Linked DNA regions of Mus musculus: all the other regions are linked to region 1. Evidence: chromatin contacts called from public HiChIP or PLAC-seq and promoter capture Hi-C data. All regions are on one chromosome and are shown on one strand. The core of a region is the stretch at or near the end of the contact, and the rest is flanking DNA. Distances in the headings are between cores, read along the strand shown. Region 1 holds the start of Mlh3 (mutL homolog 3). Region 2 overlaps Batf (basic leucine zipper transcription factor, ATF-like). Region 3 holds the start of Batf (basic leucine zipper transcription factor, ATF-like). Region 4 holds the start of Jdp2 (Jun dimerization protein 2).

Evidence for each region. Promoter capture Hi-C pulls out the DNA fragments that hold promoters and counts their contacts. HiChIP or PLAC-seq counts read pairs in DNA pulled down with a chosen protein or histone mark. Capture Hi-C pulls out chosen DNA fragments and counts their contacts.
Region 2: a contact with region 1 is called in an H3K27ac HiChIP or PLAC-seq map of microglia, with 5 times the contacts expected there. The contact joins the enhancer-like site here to the promoter of Mlh3 in region 1. A contact is called at or near these places in 4 of 39 promoter capture datasets (3T3-L1-derived adipocytes, hippocampal neurons, liver and 1 more), 1 of 115 datasets of contacts at active chromatin or transcription factors (microglia) and 2 of 9 other capture datasets (adipose tissue and liver).
Region 3: a promoter capture Hi-C map of liver shows a contact between it and region 1. The contact joins the promoter of Batf here to the promoter of Mlh3 in region 1. A contact is called at or near these places in 4 of 39 promoter capture datasets (3T3-L1-derived adipocytes, hippocampal neurons, liver and 1 more), 1 of 484 Hi-C or Micro-C datasets (B cells) and 2 of 9 other capture datasets (adipose tissue and liver).
Region 4: a promoter capture Hi-C map of neutrophils shows a contact between it and region 1, with 2.7 times the contacts expected there. The contact joins the promoter of Jdp2 here to the promoter of Mlh3 in region 1. A contact is called at or near these places in 1 of 39 promoter capture datasets (neutrophils) and 1 of 9 other capture datasets (liver).

Annotation. Positions count from the first base shown.
Region 1 is chr12:85,268,678-85,272,350 of GRCm38.p6, reverse strand. It overlaps Mlh3 (mutL homolog 3), which reads left to right and starts at 1,752. Exons shown (of 12, transcript NM_175337.2): 1 at 1,752-1,812; 2 at 2,877-3,673. The coding sequence starts at 2,941.
Region 2 is chr12:85,704,064-85,707,736 of GRCm38.p6, reverse strand. All of the region lies in intron 2 of Batf (basic leucine zipper transcription factor, ATF-like), which reads right to left. Among named protein-coding and RNA genes, the nearest start is that of Batf, 19 kb to the right of the region's middle. Within about 2 kb of position 2,051, at least 326 of the 459 cell types and tissues checked have an H3K27ac peak or open chromatin away from gene starts, as enhancers often do. A contact at or near this core is called in adipose tissue, liver, microglia and 1 more, where this site is marked.
Region 3 is chr12:85,684,770-85,688,442 of GRCm38.p6, reverse strand. Batf (basic leucine zipper transcription factor, ATF-like) reads right to left here and starts at 1,723. Exons shown (of 3, transcript NM_016767.2): 1 at 1,470-1,723. The coding sequence starts at 1,532.
Region 4 is chr12:85,597,416-85,601,088 of GRCm38.p6, reverse strand. It overlaps Jdp2 (Jun dimerization protein 2), which reads right to left and starts at 1,673. Exons shown (of 4, transcript NM_030887.2): 1 at 1,475-1,673.

The sequences.
Region 1 (3,673 bases), core at 503-3,002:
ATGATTAATTCGTTATTGTGAGAGGAAAATTTTGGGGTAGTTTAACGAGGTCTGAAAGAGAAGTAACTTTGCCATTTCTTTACATTGTTTACACGGGAGACTTCATGTGTAGCAAGAGCAAATGCCACCAGGTTGGGCTGTTCCGTGTTCACATGACGCACTGCACTAATTACTTTTGGTTTTCAATCCTTTGGAACATCTACAGTCACTCCTTTTCCAAAGGTGAGAAATTCAGATAAAGTAGTTATGGCCTGGATTGCGCCTCCCCTCATTTGTATACCTAAACTACTCTAACCCAAGGACCAATCCCATTGGACTGCTGACTCATAAGAGTGTATGCACCACAGACCACGTGAAGACAGACAGCCACACCCAAGAAGGAATCCTGGCCTAAACTCCAGCTTGTCCTAGAACTGGAAAGAAAAGAAAACAAACAAAAACCCCGGCTACTTAAGCCACCCAGCCTGTGGCCTTTTGTCATGAAGCCCTGGCAAACTGAACAATAATCAGAAGTTTGCTTCATTGGCTCCACAAGTCTGATTTGGTTTGGTTAGTAATTAAATATATACTCATTTAAAACTTTGTCCTAAGTTCCTTTAAAGGGAGGAGGGATGTCCTCCCTGTGGAGATGGCTCAGCAGTTAAGAGCACTGGCAACTTTTCCAGAAGTCCTGAGTTCAACTCCCAACACCCACATGGTGGTTCACACAGTCTATGGCTCTAAGACCAAGGGATCCGATGCCCTCTTCTGGTGTGCAGAAGTACAAGCAGACAAAACCCCATACACATGAAATACATAAATCTTTTTTAAAAAGTTTCTGGGAGGAGGTTTGGATGAAACAGAAGACAAAAACTGAGGATTGCCTAATAATTCTCAAAATATTCTCACTGTGCTCTTGCAGGAAAAAGCCGTGGTGGTATGGGGGTGGGGAGAGAGAGAGAGGGAGGAAGAGAGGAAGGAAGGGAAGGAGGGACCCTGATGTCCTGATTTGCAAATCAAGAGAGTTGGGCTGGGCAGACGTGGAGGTGGGGTGGGGAGTGGGAGCACACCTTTAATCCCAGCGTTTGGGAGGCAGAGGCAGAAGGATTTCCGTGAGTTTATAGGCCAGCCTGGTCTATAAAGCGAGTTCCGGGGCTGTTACACAGAGAAATCATGTTTTGAAAGAAAAACAAAAACAAAATATGAGAGAAAGAGAGAGAGGCTTCTCAGCCCTTTCCAGCTTCGTAAAGCTTTAATTTTCAAGAATGCTCTTGCCAGGCAGTGGTGGCGCACGCCTTTAATCCCTGGATTTGGGAGGCAGAGGCAGGCAGATTTCTGAGTTCAAGGCCAACCTAGTCTACAGAGTGAGTTCCAGGACAGCCAAGGCTATACAGAGAAACCCTATCTCGAAAAACAAACAAACAAAAAAAGGAATGCTCTGCATTCATTCCCTGAATATCTACTTGCCACCAGGACACAGCAGTAAACAAAAAACCAAACTACTTTCACATAGTTTACAATCTAGCGAACAAAGACTAAGGAAACAAGAAAGATATATGTGGAACTACATATTAGAACATGCAAAGGAGACGAGAAGGGGAGCAAAGTAAAATTTAGTAGAAACAGCCTTTCACCCCATTCCGAAAGAGAATAAGACAAAAGAACTAATTGGAACCCGCCAGGTGAAGGGACGCGCAGCTTGGCCACCTTAGCGCCTGCGCACTGAGACGTCGTGCAGACGCCGTCTGGCGGTGTCTCGGAAGCGCATGCTCGGGAGCGCGCGCTCGGCGTTGGAGGTGGTTGGTCGGTGAGAGTTGATGGAGGAGATTCGAGGTGAAGGGGGAAAGCACGTGATGAAATGTGGTCCAGAGAGCTTGTCTAACTGGACAGGAGCAATGGTGACTGCCGCGGGCCTGTCTGGCGGGGCCCCGGCTCCCCCGGAGGTGCGGGGTGGGTGGATTGCGCAGGCGCGGCCCGGCCTGCACGGGATGCCCGACTTTCCAGACCCTAGAACTGCTCATTACACATTCACCCCGTTTGCCAACGGTGGCTAAATGCTGTCGTAGCCCCGGTTTTTCCAGGCTTTAAAAACAAAACAAAAGAGCCTGTCACCTGCCTCACTGTTGTCACTTAAGAATGAGACCTTTAACTACCTAGAGTCTTAGGGTTTGTATAAGAAAACCTGGAATCAGGGTCCGACCACCCCATACACTCACTTTTTATTGCCAAGCTATGTTCTGGGGATATAAAAGACCGAGAGTATCAATATAAAAGAATATCAGTAATAAGGGCCTTTCTGCAAGCTATCAAGCTACACAGGAGCAGGACTTAAATATCAAAGGAGTTTTACCTCCCCCACCCCCACCTCTTCCTGAGAAAGTAATGGCTTACTGTGTCTCCTTGATAGATTTGACTTTGACTTAGTCCCATTGTTTTTTTTACCTTCTTACTTACAGTGTCTTAGAACATCAAAGGATTTTCTAAAAGCCGTGGTTATTGTGTAAAGTATAAATGTTATGAAACTAGCTTGGACTTTTTTCATGAATAATTTCTAGCTAATGTTTCTTAGCTGCGTTTAATTTAGGCATCTGTTTTTAGTGAAGTGCTTAGAAATTTGAATAGTGTCTTTACGGATCAGCATCTAGCGTAATTATAATTTCACTCTAGGGCATTCATTTTAGGAACAGCGAAAATTAATGAAATTATGAATGCTTTGGAATTGAAGCTTGTTATACCAGTGCATGAGTTTTGTGTGCTGTCTAGAAACTAGAAGTATACTTCCCTTTCGCGTTTTGGTTTAATACTCTAACTGTAGTTCTTTGTAATAGTCGAGAGAAATGGGTGATGTGATATAACTGAGGTTTGCTAGAGTATGTGTTGTGTTTTGTTTCCTGTAGGTGATTATTTTCCAGTCAGAGAAGGAAGCCAGTGTCTGCCACTCCCTCCACATGTGTCCCTGCCATGATCAGGTGTCTATCAGATGACGTAAAAACCAAGTTGCGTTCCGGTTTAGCCATAAGCTCCTTGGGCCAGTGTGTTGAAGAACTTACCCTTAACAGTATTGATGCTGAAGCAACATGTGTGGCCATCAGAGTGAATATGGAAACCTTCCAAGTTCAAGTGATAGACAATGGACTTGGGATGGCGGGGGACGATGTAGAGAAGGTGGGAAACCGGTATTTTACTAGTAAATGCCACTCAGTGCGGGACTTGGAGAACCCAGCATTTTATGGCTTCCGAGGAGAGGCCTTGGCAAGTATAGCCGACATGGCTGGTGCTGTGGAGATTTCATCCAAGAAAAACACAACACTGAAAACCTTTGTGAAAATGTTTCAGAATGGAAAAGCCCTTGCCACCCATGAGGCTGATTTGACCAGACCAAGTGTGGGGACTACAGTAACGGTCTATAACCTGTTTTACCAGTTTCCTGTGCGGAGGAAAAGCATGGATCCTAGACTAGAGTTTGAGAAAGTTCGGCAGAGGGTAGAAGCTCTCTCACTTATGCACCCCTCCATTTCTTTCTCTTTGAGGAACGATGTATCTGGATCCATGGTTCTTCAGCTCCCTAAAACCAAAGACATATGCTCTCGATTCTGTCAAATTTACGGATTGGGCAAGTCCCAAAAGTTAAGAGAAATACGTTTTAAATACAAGGAATTTGAGTTCAGTGGCTACATCAGCTCTGAAGCACACT
Region 2 (3,673 bases), core at 802-3,301, 440 kb before region 1:
CACTAGGGATGAAATACACATACAAGTTTGGTAGGGACAAACCTCAGAAAACCTTGCCGTGGTGTGTGTGTGTGTGTGCGCACACACACACACACGCACGCACGTATGCACCTCTAGGTTGGCAGTCGGGCCAGCCCCAGGTAGAGGAAAGCAGTTTGTGCCTCTTACTCCCCAACACACGCCAAGTGCCTTGTGTCTGTGGTTGCCTCACGCGCTCTGCCTGCTTTGCTCAGGTGCTAGGGTGCTTATAGCCTTTCTGAATATTGAGGATCTACGATGGACTTGGCATTCTATTCTGCTCCCTCCTGGGTTTTGCGATCCTGTTCCAAACCATCCATAAGCCTTGGACAATACCCAGAAGACACTATGAGCTTCCCTACACCTGTAAATCTCTGATGAAGTTTATTAAACATAGGAAGCGATTATCAATAAATAAACACAGAATGGAACATTTATGACAGTATACTATAGCTGGAGTTATTTTAAAACGTATGAATTGTTTATCTCTGGAACTTTCCATTCAGTATCCTCAGACCACAGTTGACATTGGCTAACTAAAACCATAGAGGGTGAAACTTCAAACAAGGAGGAGCCCTGTACTCTGTGCAGAGGCAACAAGCGCTTGGTCCAGAAATGTCTTCCAGTGTTGTGGGGACTGCGTCATTTACCAGCCACCACAGCACTGGGGCATAGAAGTTGCTGAGAAACAACAACTTCTCCAGATAATGGGGTTCCCGGACCTGAATAAACAGAACCTTGCCAAGTCCTGGGGGCCTCCCCCAAGTCCCCTGAGAGGCAAAGGAACCTCATTTCAGGCCAGAAGCTTGCAGGCAGCTCTTCTGCAGATCTGGGATTTGGGAAGAAATTTGGACTCTGGAATCTGGGCTTTTCTTTTCCATGTGTGTGCACACATGTATGGGTGCAGGTGCACGCATGTGTGACACGCACATGGAGGTCAGAAGAACTCCCACGGGCACCGTCCACATTTTGTTTGAGAGAGGATGTCTCATTACCTGGAACTGCCAGTGGCCCTCGGGCTTTCAGGGATCTGCCTCCAATCTCGCCATCGCCCACATTCCAGCCACGTGCTCCCCCCGCCCCACTTTTTATATGGGTGCTTGAGAACACAATTCAGGTCCTCCGTTAGCACTTTACCAACGGAGCCAACACCTCAGTTCTGGAAATCTGAGCTTTTAACAGGTGTCTTAGGTCGTTTTAACGCCCGGGCAAGTTTAAAAACCCTATTAAATATGATACAAATAATTAAAGCCTGCTTTAATTATTTAAGCATGTATTAAATGCCCGTTTAAGCTCCAAGTGAACTTAAGTGTTTGTGGACTGACTGGCTGATAACATCAATTGTTGGCATGAGAATGTTGACTCAAAAGTATAGTGGTTAGCAGATGTACGATAACTTGACATTTAAAATTAACCCTAAATGATCCAGCAGGAGTGAGCTGCAGGCTAAGGAGAGATGGGATTTATCAGCTATACTGCCAATCACGGAAACTCAGTACAGTCGGGGTTTCTCTTTTAAGTTGTGGAGGAGCAGAGGACCCTGACATTGCTCATCAAGACAGCTTCCATTTCTTTTGAAGGTCATATGGGAAGGCGCTGAGCCTCAGCGACACTTTGAATGCTCTCTGAGCTAACCAGGGCCCCTAGTCTGGTGCAAAGGAAACCCCCATCTCAAGCGGGCTGAGGGAAGCCGACAACTGGATGCTCAATCCCTGGCTGCTGCTGTTCCTGCAGGCTGAGGCCAGCTGGGCATTTCGCTGGTTTTTGTTTTCTGGCACATCCCAGAGGGAGGTCAGCCTTTTACCAGGAAGGCAGCGCCCCGTTACTGAAAGGTGGGCGAAATGAACCTGGTGGAGCGGTATGCTAAGACGGGAACTGGGGCCCTGAGTCCTGGCCCTTTCCTCGCCCCCTCTGAGAGTTTCCACTGGTTACACCATTTACTGTAAGTTCCGTGCTCCGAAGAGCCTGGGCAAACCCCAAGGCAGCAAGGAGGGACGGACTGGGTGGGCGGGCTCCGATCGTCTCCCCGCCTAGAGGCCGGCCTAGTTTTCGGGAAGTGACTGCAGGGCAAGTCACTAGCAGGCGCTCTGCGGAGCTCCCGCTGGCCTTCTCCTGTCACCTCCTGGGCCTACAGATGCCAAAGCCCACGCTGGGGTAGACCTGACTAACCACTGCCTGCTGCCTCTCACCATGAGGCAAAGTGTGTCTTTACCTCTTAAAGCCAGACGGCTGCTTGCAAGAGGAATGTCTGTAAGCTCGGAGCCTTGCAGACACTGGCCACTCCCTAGAGAAAGAATGACTTGTAGGAGGAAGTGGCTGCTTTGGGCCCCATCCCTCTAAGCTGTAGAGGGCAGCAGGGCCTCTGGAGAGGACTCATCTAGCTAAAGGGACAGTTGGGGTCAGCTGTTTATCCACAAAGACAATGACTATACCCCTACCCAACTTCCGGGTGTGAGAAGGGACGGAACTCAGTGAGGGAGAGGGGTGAGGGTGTGTGTGTGAAGGAAATGTCCTTCTACTAGGCAGTGTGGAGATCAAGCGAGCCTGCCTCCCTCCCTGCTCCACCTTAGCCTGCTCTCTTCACCTTTCAGAATGTGGTTAGGCCCATCAGGGTTCTCACAACGGCTGCTGCAGTCAGTATAGCCATCCTACCAAGGAAACCAATTGAGACCTGGAGCAAAACCATACTGCCTGGGTCCCTAAAAACAGGCTGGTGGCAGCAGTTATGAGAGGTGCTGTGGTCCTCATGTGTGTCTCCTCAGAAGCACAAAAACTTCAAATGCTGGATCCAAAGACCCATAGCCAGGAAGATCTGGGCTCCCACTGGATTCCTCCTTTCTGCCTCTCCTGTATTGAGGGTCTGACTATAGGAGCAACGAGAAGTCCTCAGCCCCCTGTGCCCCCAGTGCCCTCCCAAGGGATAGCAGCACAACATCACATAATACCACGGGCTGAGTTGGCCACGCCCCTGAAGCCACAGAATCGCCCACTTCCATCTGCCACCCTGGAAGAGCACTCCATTGAAGCGTCATCTTTCAACATGAGCCAGCCCTGGCTCCATGACCATGGTGATCATTGGTGGTCTTGGCTGCGTGGCCCCAGGAGGACTCTCTTTTCCTATTGGATGCCAGCTGCTTCGCCTGAAGGCAAGATGACTAGTCCAAAAAGATCCTCAGCTGGAGCCTGCTATTCCTGACATTGGGTCCTCCAGGGAGGACTAGTATTGTTGGTGACAGGTTCTAACTAACTAGATCTGGGTTAACCTTGCCATTTGGTGGTTATAGGCTACACGGGGTGCCCGTTGGGCAGCTAATGTCGACAGCTACAGGAATGGGGGTGTCTCCAGTTTCCCCTTGAATTTTCCAATATTTCAGATTCCAAATTGGCTACCTAGATGTATTAGTAGACTAGCGCCTGTAATCTCCTCCCCAAGCCTTTTGATATTTTTGTGCATGTGCCTATGGGTGTGTCTGGCACCACAATTTAAATAGATGTGCATATATGGTACACACATATTTTATTTTTTTGAGAGTCTTATTGGAGCCTAGCTGGACTGGAACTGACTGTGAAGACCTGGCTGGTCATAAGCTCACAGAAATCAGCCTGCCTCTGCTTCCTGAGTGCTGGGGTTAAAGGAATATGCCTCATGACACCC
Region 3 (3,673 bases), core at 474-2,973, 420 kb before region 1:
ACCACCACCAAATCATTTTATGAAGTGCAGGTCGCCTGCTTTAGTGAGCCACTGACGGGTGCTTTGGAGGACACAGTGCTCTTTGAGTGCTTTCTAAGTATCTCCTATAGAAGATCAGGGAAGAGAAGCCCTTCTGCAACCCCCACCCTGTCACCTACCTCCACTGGCCTGAGGGGCAAAGACCCTTGGGTCAGGTTCTGATTCCCTTCCCTCTTTACTCAAACTTTCCAGGTCATTCTAGCAAACGGACATTGGGTTAGAGAGGGCAAGGATATATTCTTCCTTTAATGTGCTAAGGGACTAGGTTGCCATGGAAGCTGTGAGTAATTTCCTTCTTAAGAAGAGACTGGGGTACCATCTTCCAGGCAGTCTGAGTTGCTCTGATACCATCGTGAGCGAGGGACTATCTCCCTCTTGAGGTCTTCACCAGTATGGCTTTTGGTGAGGGCTTGTGACAGATGTGGGAGCCGGTGGTCAGGTAGTTTACGTTTATTTTGTTTGTAGCGTTTTGCAGCCCCCTGGATGTGTGTGAGCCAAACACTCTACCTCTGAGCCCCTCCCAATATGTGTGCTAAGGAAAGAATATAGTTTTTAAGATGAGATGTAAAAAAGTTTAATCCGTGGGTCTATGTTGGATGAGGAGGAGAAATGTCTAGAACAAGGGGCATCAGGAACGTGGTAGAGAGACCCAGAAACCACAAGGTGAGAAAGGCATCCCATCGGAGGCATCTTTCAGTCTGAGACATTTCGGCTTGGTATCAGTCAAGAGTCTAAGAGTCTCAGAATCTTTCCCTCCATCCCTGGTTTTTCAGGGATGATATTAGCTACTAGTGAAAGTCTCTGACACGCCTCCTGGACCATGGCCTTCTTTCTTCTATCTGGAAGCCACATGGGGGGTGGGGGGGAAAGATACAGGTTGTAGCTTTAGCCTCCCTTCCCACGGACTGCTGGAGTTACCGAGGCAATCCGCAGGCAGATCTTGCCACTCTTCTCCTCCTGTCTACCTTGCTTTGATTTGCTATATTTCTCTTCCCTGACCTCGGTTCTGTCTTGCCACTTGCTTGGTTTTTTCCTGGAAAGCTACAACTCTAGGATTTGGGTGGAGCCCGAAGCAGCGATCTACTGGAACATTCCTCTGCTTATGGTTGACCATACTTCTAAGCTCTGTGATATTCACCCTGCCCCCAGCTTCCTAGAAAGTTTCACGGTGGGAACCTAAGTGGCAGAGACGAGGGGTACCTCTTGGAAAGAGAGGCTTTTGTGGCGGGATGCGAAGCTTCAGCCCTTGGACCTCTGTATAGCAAACACCACACGGTCCAGAGTCTGCTAGAGAGTTCCTGCCACGAGCTACTTCCTTCCCCAGACAGAGCTCCCTGGGCAGGACAAGGGAGCCTACCCCTCTTCTACCACCCCAGGAAAATCAGAAGGCAAGGCATGCGGGGCGTGGGGGAGGGGGACGAAGGGGGTACCTGTTTGCCAGGGGGAGGAGAGCGGCTGAAGCTGGAGTCACTGCTGTCGGAGCTGTGAGGCATGGTTCTAATCTTCCGGGCTCTCCCACACCGTCCCAGATGCCTCTGGGCGATCTTCTCACTAGCTGGCTCCCCTTCTTGACTGCTAGGGGGCCACCAGCACACCACCTTCCACAGGTACCTCCCCTGCTTGCCCAACAGCAACCTCTGACAGACCCCTGCGTCCTCCTCTCTCTCGGGTGCAGAGGGACTGCTCCCCACAGGGACATCTCGCTGCTTTGGGGCTTGCGCACAGGCCCTCTCTTGTGGTTTCTGGTAATTCAAGCTGGAAGTCACATGGGCGGAAACGTCAACAAGTTAGAAAGAAGGTAGAGAGAAAATACACATCTGGGAAAAGACCACAGAATTAGGTGAAAGAAAAAAAAATACACAAACCCCCAGTATCTTCCGGCAGGCAGTTTGAAAGGCAGAGCGAGCGCTCTTCAATTGATGAAGATAAAGAAGAAAAACAGCCACACAGGGAAAATCCCCGGCCAGAATTAGCAAGTTCTCTGCTGTCAACATGGCAGAGAGCAGCAGGAAAGAGCCTCCAGGTCACAGGCCTTGATTTTTAAATCTAAATACAGTCAGCGACAAGCCTGAGGACCCTTTCTGGGTTTCACCCGAAAGCAACTGCCCATCCTGTTTTATGACCGGCCTTCCTCCTTCACCTATAGGACAGTTCGGTGGGCTGGGGACAAAAAGAAAGGAGGGCACTGCCTTTTACAGATGACCAAGCAAGACGTTGGGGCTAGCTGAGAGTCTCGGGGAGTCTCTGGAATCGATGCTAAAGAAGTTTATTATCTATCCCCTGTCCTCTTAGCAAGACACTTTCATTCTCCCTAGAGAAAGGATACCTACCTTCTGTGGAGGGGCTCCTTCAGGAGTTCAAGGTTGACCTTGAGTCTTCAGAAGTCAGTGACGTCATAACCCAACAAGGAGAGAACGTCAAAATGAGGGACAGAGGCTCTGGACTTGGAGTCAGATCGATATGATGAGAATCCAGTGACTCCCTATCCCTACTCCCCCCCCCCCCAGCCTCCCACCACACACACACACCTAAAACCTGCCCCACCTACTACCTTTCAGGGCTACTGCAATGAGGGATGACAATTTGAATAGGAATGTCCCCCACTCTGTAAAGCATGCTGTGGAGTGGCGGTGTTTGGCATGTGTCCCATGACACGAACACGCTTGTCGCTTTAGTGAACAGTCCCATTCTCATCCCAGTGTTTTGGCTATTTTTTTTTAAAGTTTGGGGACTGGAAAGATGCTCAGCAGTTAGGAACACTGGCTGCTCGTCCAGAGGACTTGGGATCTAGTCCTAACATCCAGACAGTGGCCCAATCATCTGTTACTCCAGTTCCAGGGGTCCTCTTCCTGACTCCTCGGGTACCAGGAAATGGACACGGGGCACATACATATGTGCAGGCAAGACACGCACACATATTAAAATAAAAGCTCTTACTCTATTCCCAGTGTGGCTCAAATGCTCACCTCGATTAATCTGAGGGCTGACAATATGTTATGGCTCCTAAAGCATTTTTGTATCCACTGATTACAATTCTGCCTGACGACAATATTGTTCTAAGGACAAACCTATCAAAATAATAATAATAACAATAATAACAATAACAATAATAATAATAATAATAATAAAAGTCAATCCTTGTAGAATTTGTATTTAGTGGTGAGAGCAGACAGGTAAAACAACTGAGCTGACATAATACATCAGGGAGTGTCAAGTGTCACAGATAAAAATAGAGCAGGGTAGGAGAATTCGAAGAGTGGCCACTTTTGTAAGCTGGCCAGGAAGGGCTTGGTGAAGGGGTCACACGTGAGCAGGAACCTGAGGGGGAGCAGAGAGGCTAAGTGAAGAAAGGTCCAGGCACACACCTGAGGTGGAACACCAGAGAGCCCAGTGTCTCCGGATCAGAGGTCCTGAGAGTGGCAGGGGACTGGTAGGGGATAAGTTCGGTACGTGGATCAGCCGGGACGTCTCTCAAGGCTCTTGGAGTCAATTGGGAGGAGTTTTGCCTCATTCTAAAGTAACCAGAGAACCAACCACAGGCCCGTGCCCCGTTCCCTAGATCCTCAGATCTAGCCACTGCGACTGCCTGTTTGTTTCAGAGCACTTATCGTAGCCGCTGATTGTTTTAGAACTT
Region 4 (3,673 bases), core at 424-2,923, 330 kb before region 1:
CCTGGTAGTGCAAAAGGCGTCAGTGGATGAGTAAGGGACACATGTACCGAAGCTTTTCCTAAGTGACACCGTCACCATGATAGACCTGTCTCCTTGGAGATTACTGTAACCAATTTATTGACAAAAGGTTCAGAGGCCATCTCCCCCCAGTCCTTCCTGCAACCTTTCAAACCACCCAGCACCCAGCTCTTCAGGAAGATTCTAGAGCTCCTCTGAACTGAAGCCAACGTGGAAGGGAAACAGAGGAGTCTTTGAGAAATCCATCCTCCCTACTACTTTAGGCAAAGTGAAACCTCTGGCGCCTTAGAGGCAGGAGAATAGTTGTTTCTATCCCCGGACCTCAGGTTTCTGTAAAGAACCCTGCTCACACCTGATCCCCGGTTAAACTCTTCCCTAGAAACCTGCACGGGAAGATAAGCCCGCCATCCAAGCTGAAGCCAGCCAGATTTGCTGAAAAGCAGGGAAAGCAAGAGGGGGTGATTTTTAAACCCTGGAGGGTGGGGGAGACTTGGGGGTGAGGTCGAGGGACGAGGAAGACAGTTGCTAACAGCCTTTGGGACAGGCAGGTACCCAGCTGTGGTACAGAGCCTGTTTCCCATGCTGCCTGAATTAAGATCCTGGGTAGAGTGGCCCAAGATTTAACAATACACAGACCTGTGCCACAGTCCCCTGGAAGGTGCCACTCCAACACATAAGGGCTGGACAATCTTCTAGGGGGAGCTGACTCAAATAGTCGATTGATTCCCCTCTTGCACCCGCCTCTCCACCTCTATCCCCAAATGGCCCATCCATTTCTGCAAATGAGTCAAGGCATCCCAGGCCTGCCAGCTCCTCCAGATACCCAGGCAAAGCCTGTTTCTGCCGCTCCAAGGGTCCAGGAAGCCTAGCCTTCTTGGATAAGAGGGGAGGAAGAGTGCCTTCTAAACTGGGCAGGTTACCTAAAGAAGCCTGCTTACCTTCTTATATAACCTGATGTGCCTGACGGGATCCCAAGGGAACTGGGGACTGCCCCGTGGTTCCCTCCTAACCCAGCCAGAGCCCGCCGCAGCAATGCTCTTAAGCGAAGGAAGCCCTGTTGGTTAGATGCCTTTCTCAATACCCTCCCCTCCAGGTCTTGCAAAGAGAGCTACGGAAGAGGCTGAGGCGCGACCTGTCAGCAGGTCTGGGGCGTGCATGCCCCCTTGAGTCCCCCGCAGTCCCCGGCACAGTTTTCTCCCGCTCACCCCGCCCTCTCCTCCGTCTGTGCACAGCCTCCCAGCAAGAGCACTGGGGAAGGAAAGCAAGGAGGGAGCGCCCCGCTGTCCCGGCCACAGACAGGACTGTCCTGCCCAGCCGGGGAACCACCGGTGGGCAGCGGCTGCAGCCATCCGATAGAGTATTCCGGCCCTGGGGTGGCGGGAGCCCCAGCGGTAGCTACTCCGGGGGAGGCCACCCCAGGTGCCCGCAGCCCCGCCTCCCCCCTCCGTGAACCCACCGTGCAGAAGCCGCTGGCGGAGGCGGCGGCCCCGGGCCCAGAACCCTGCTGCAGGCGCGGTGCCCACTCCGCGCTGCTGCCGCCCGCTGCCCAGGCCCGTCCCGGCCCGGGAGCCGCCGCGGCGCCAGCCCCGCCGCCGCCGCTGCAGCGTCCGCTGCCGCCAGCGCCCCCCGTCGCGGCCGCCGAGTGTCCCTCCCGCAGGCTGTGGCGGGCGGCGGGACGGGTTGCATCAGCCCCGGCTATATAGCGGGCCCTGAGTGGCGGGGAGGGGTCGGGAATGCGGAACCGGCCGAGCTGCCAGCTCCACACGTCAGAGGGGGACGGAGAGGAAGAGAAGGAGGGGACGGGGAGGAGGGGGTGTGGATCGCCCGCTTCACACCCACTGACCTTCACCTCCCCCGCCGCCGGCGCCCTCCTCCCGCCGATGCTCGCGCTCCTCCGCCTGCGGGGCCGGCCCGGGCCCCGCCGCGCTGGTCCCGGCAGCATTGCGGTCCGGCGGCGCGCCCCGCCCGCGGCTCCCGAGAGCGCGAGGCAGCAGGACACGGCGAGCGGTTATGTAAGCGCATCCCCTGCTCGGCCTTGCGGCCGCCACCCCCAAAATGCTACACAGCCCGGGAGGCAGCGACGCGAAGGCGGCGGCCGGATGAGCAGAGAACCCCTTCCAGCTCAGCCCACGCCGAACCATCCTCCTCCGTCCGGTGCGCTCTCCCCCAAATCCAGAGCGAGGGTTCCGCGCAGTGGTGTCTTCGGACGCTGCAGGATCTCGCAAGCTTGTTTTGTTTTTCCGCGGAGGAGCATGGGCGGGGGTTTAAGGCGTTTGGAAGCCTTAATCCCTACCCACTGTCCACCAAAGCGTCCTGACGTCCTGAAGCCATGCGGTGAATGAACGAGCTCCTGAAGTGGAACTGCACCCTGAGGCCACCGTTGTTGTCAGTGGCTGGCCCAGTTTGAGCCAGGGCTCTTTGCCCAACTCCAGCAGGCTTTTGCCTCCCTTTGACAGGACGCAGCAGTGAGCCTACCTGACTTCTGCCAAACCTCCAAAGGCCTTCTTCCTCAAGGACTCCAGGGCCAGCTTCCGTGCTCTCTTCCCACCCTGCTACAGAAGTAGATAGTAAAGAACACTCTAGATAAAATATGACAGTCCCTCAAAGGCGGATTGTCTCAGGCAGAAATGCGTGTGGCATCTGAGAACTATTTGCACACACACATAGACACACACAGGTCTCCATACCCTTGGGGGGGGGGGCAGACCCCCGCCCTCTTTCCTCTTAAATCAGAAAGGAGTGGCAATGTTGACACTCAGTGACCTTCGGCCTCCTTCTCAGAGAGACAGCAGGTCATCACCCATAGAAGAAAGGAAGTGAAAGAAAAAGTTCAAGTCTTCATAGAGTACAAATGCTGAGATCGAAAGACCAACAGGGAGGGAAGGAAGTCCACGCGCCAAGCCGGACAAGCAGGTCTCCACGTGCGTGCCTGCCTGCAGGGAGGAATCGGTCTCCATTTTACCCGTAAGTCTTCCTGCAGGGGGGAACAGGTGAATGGAAAGAAACAGACCAAGCCCTAATGACATCACTGTCCATCTTCCCCGCCACCATCAGCCCACTTCCCTCACAACACTGATGAAAGGAAAAAAAAGAAAGACTCCAAAGGAACACACGCCACAAACTCCGTGGTAATGTGAATCACTCCTGTAGGACATGATTCTCCATCCCAGAAAAGCCAGCAGCACCTTTACAACACACAGAGATCAAAGCTGGAGACTGGGGAACTGGCTCACATGATGCTTCTCCCCTAAGATGAGGATCTGATGTTTATGGGAAAGAAAACAGGGAACAGGTGGAGCATTAAACCTCTGTGTGTCCTCTGGTGGGACTTTGAAAACGCTAAACTCATCTCTGTGCAGGGCCTAATAATTGAAAATGTGTCCTTAAAGCTGCTCTTCTCCAAGGCCTACTTTGGATCATGGCTAGGTGACAGGTGTCCTTCTGGGTCACTACTTCCTCCACAAAATAAATATGCTACAGGAAAGGCATTGGCGTGGGGGCACTAAGGGGTCTTTATTCCCTTTCATCTCCCCAATATCTATTAGGCTCCCCCATTTTGATATAGTTGTTACCCAGTTTTATATTGGATACTATACAAATACAGCTCAGACCTCCCTCCTAGCCACACCGTTTCCTACCAGACCTCTCTGTGTAG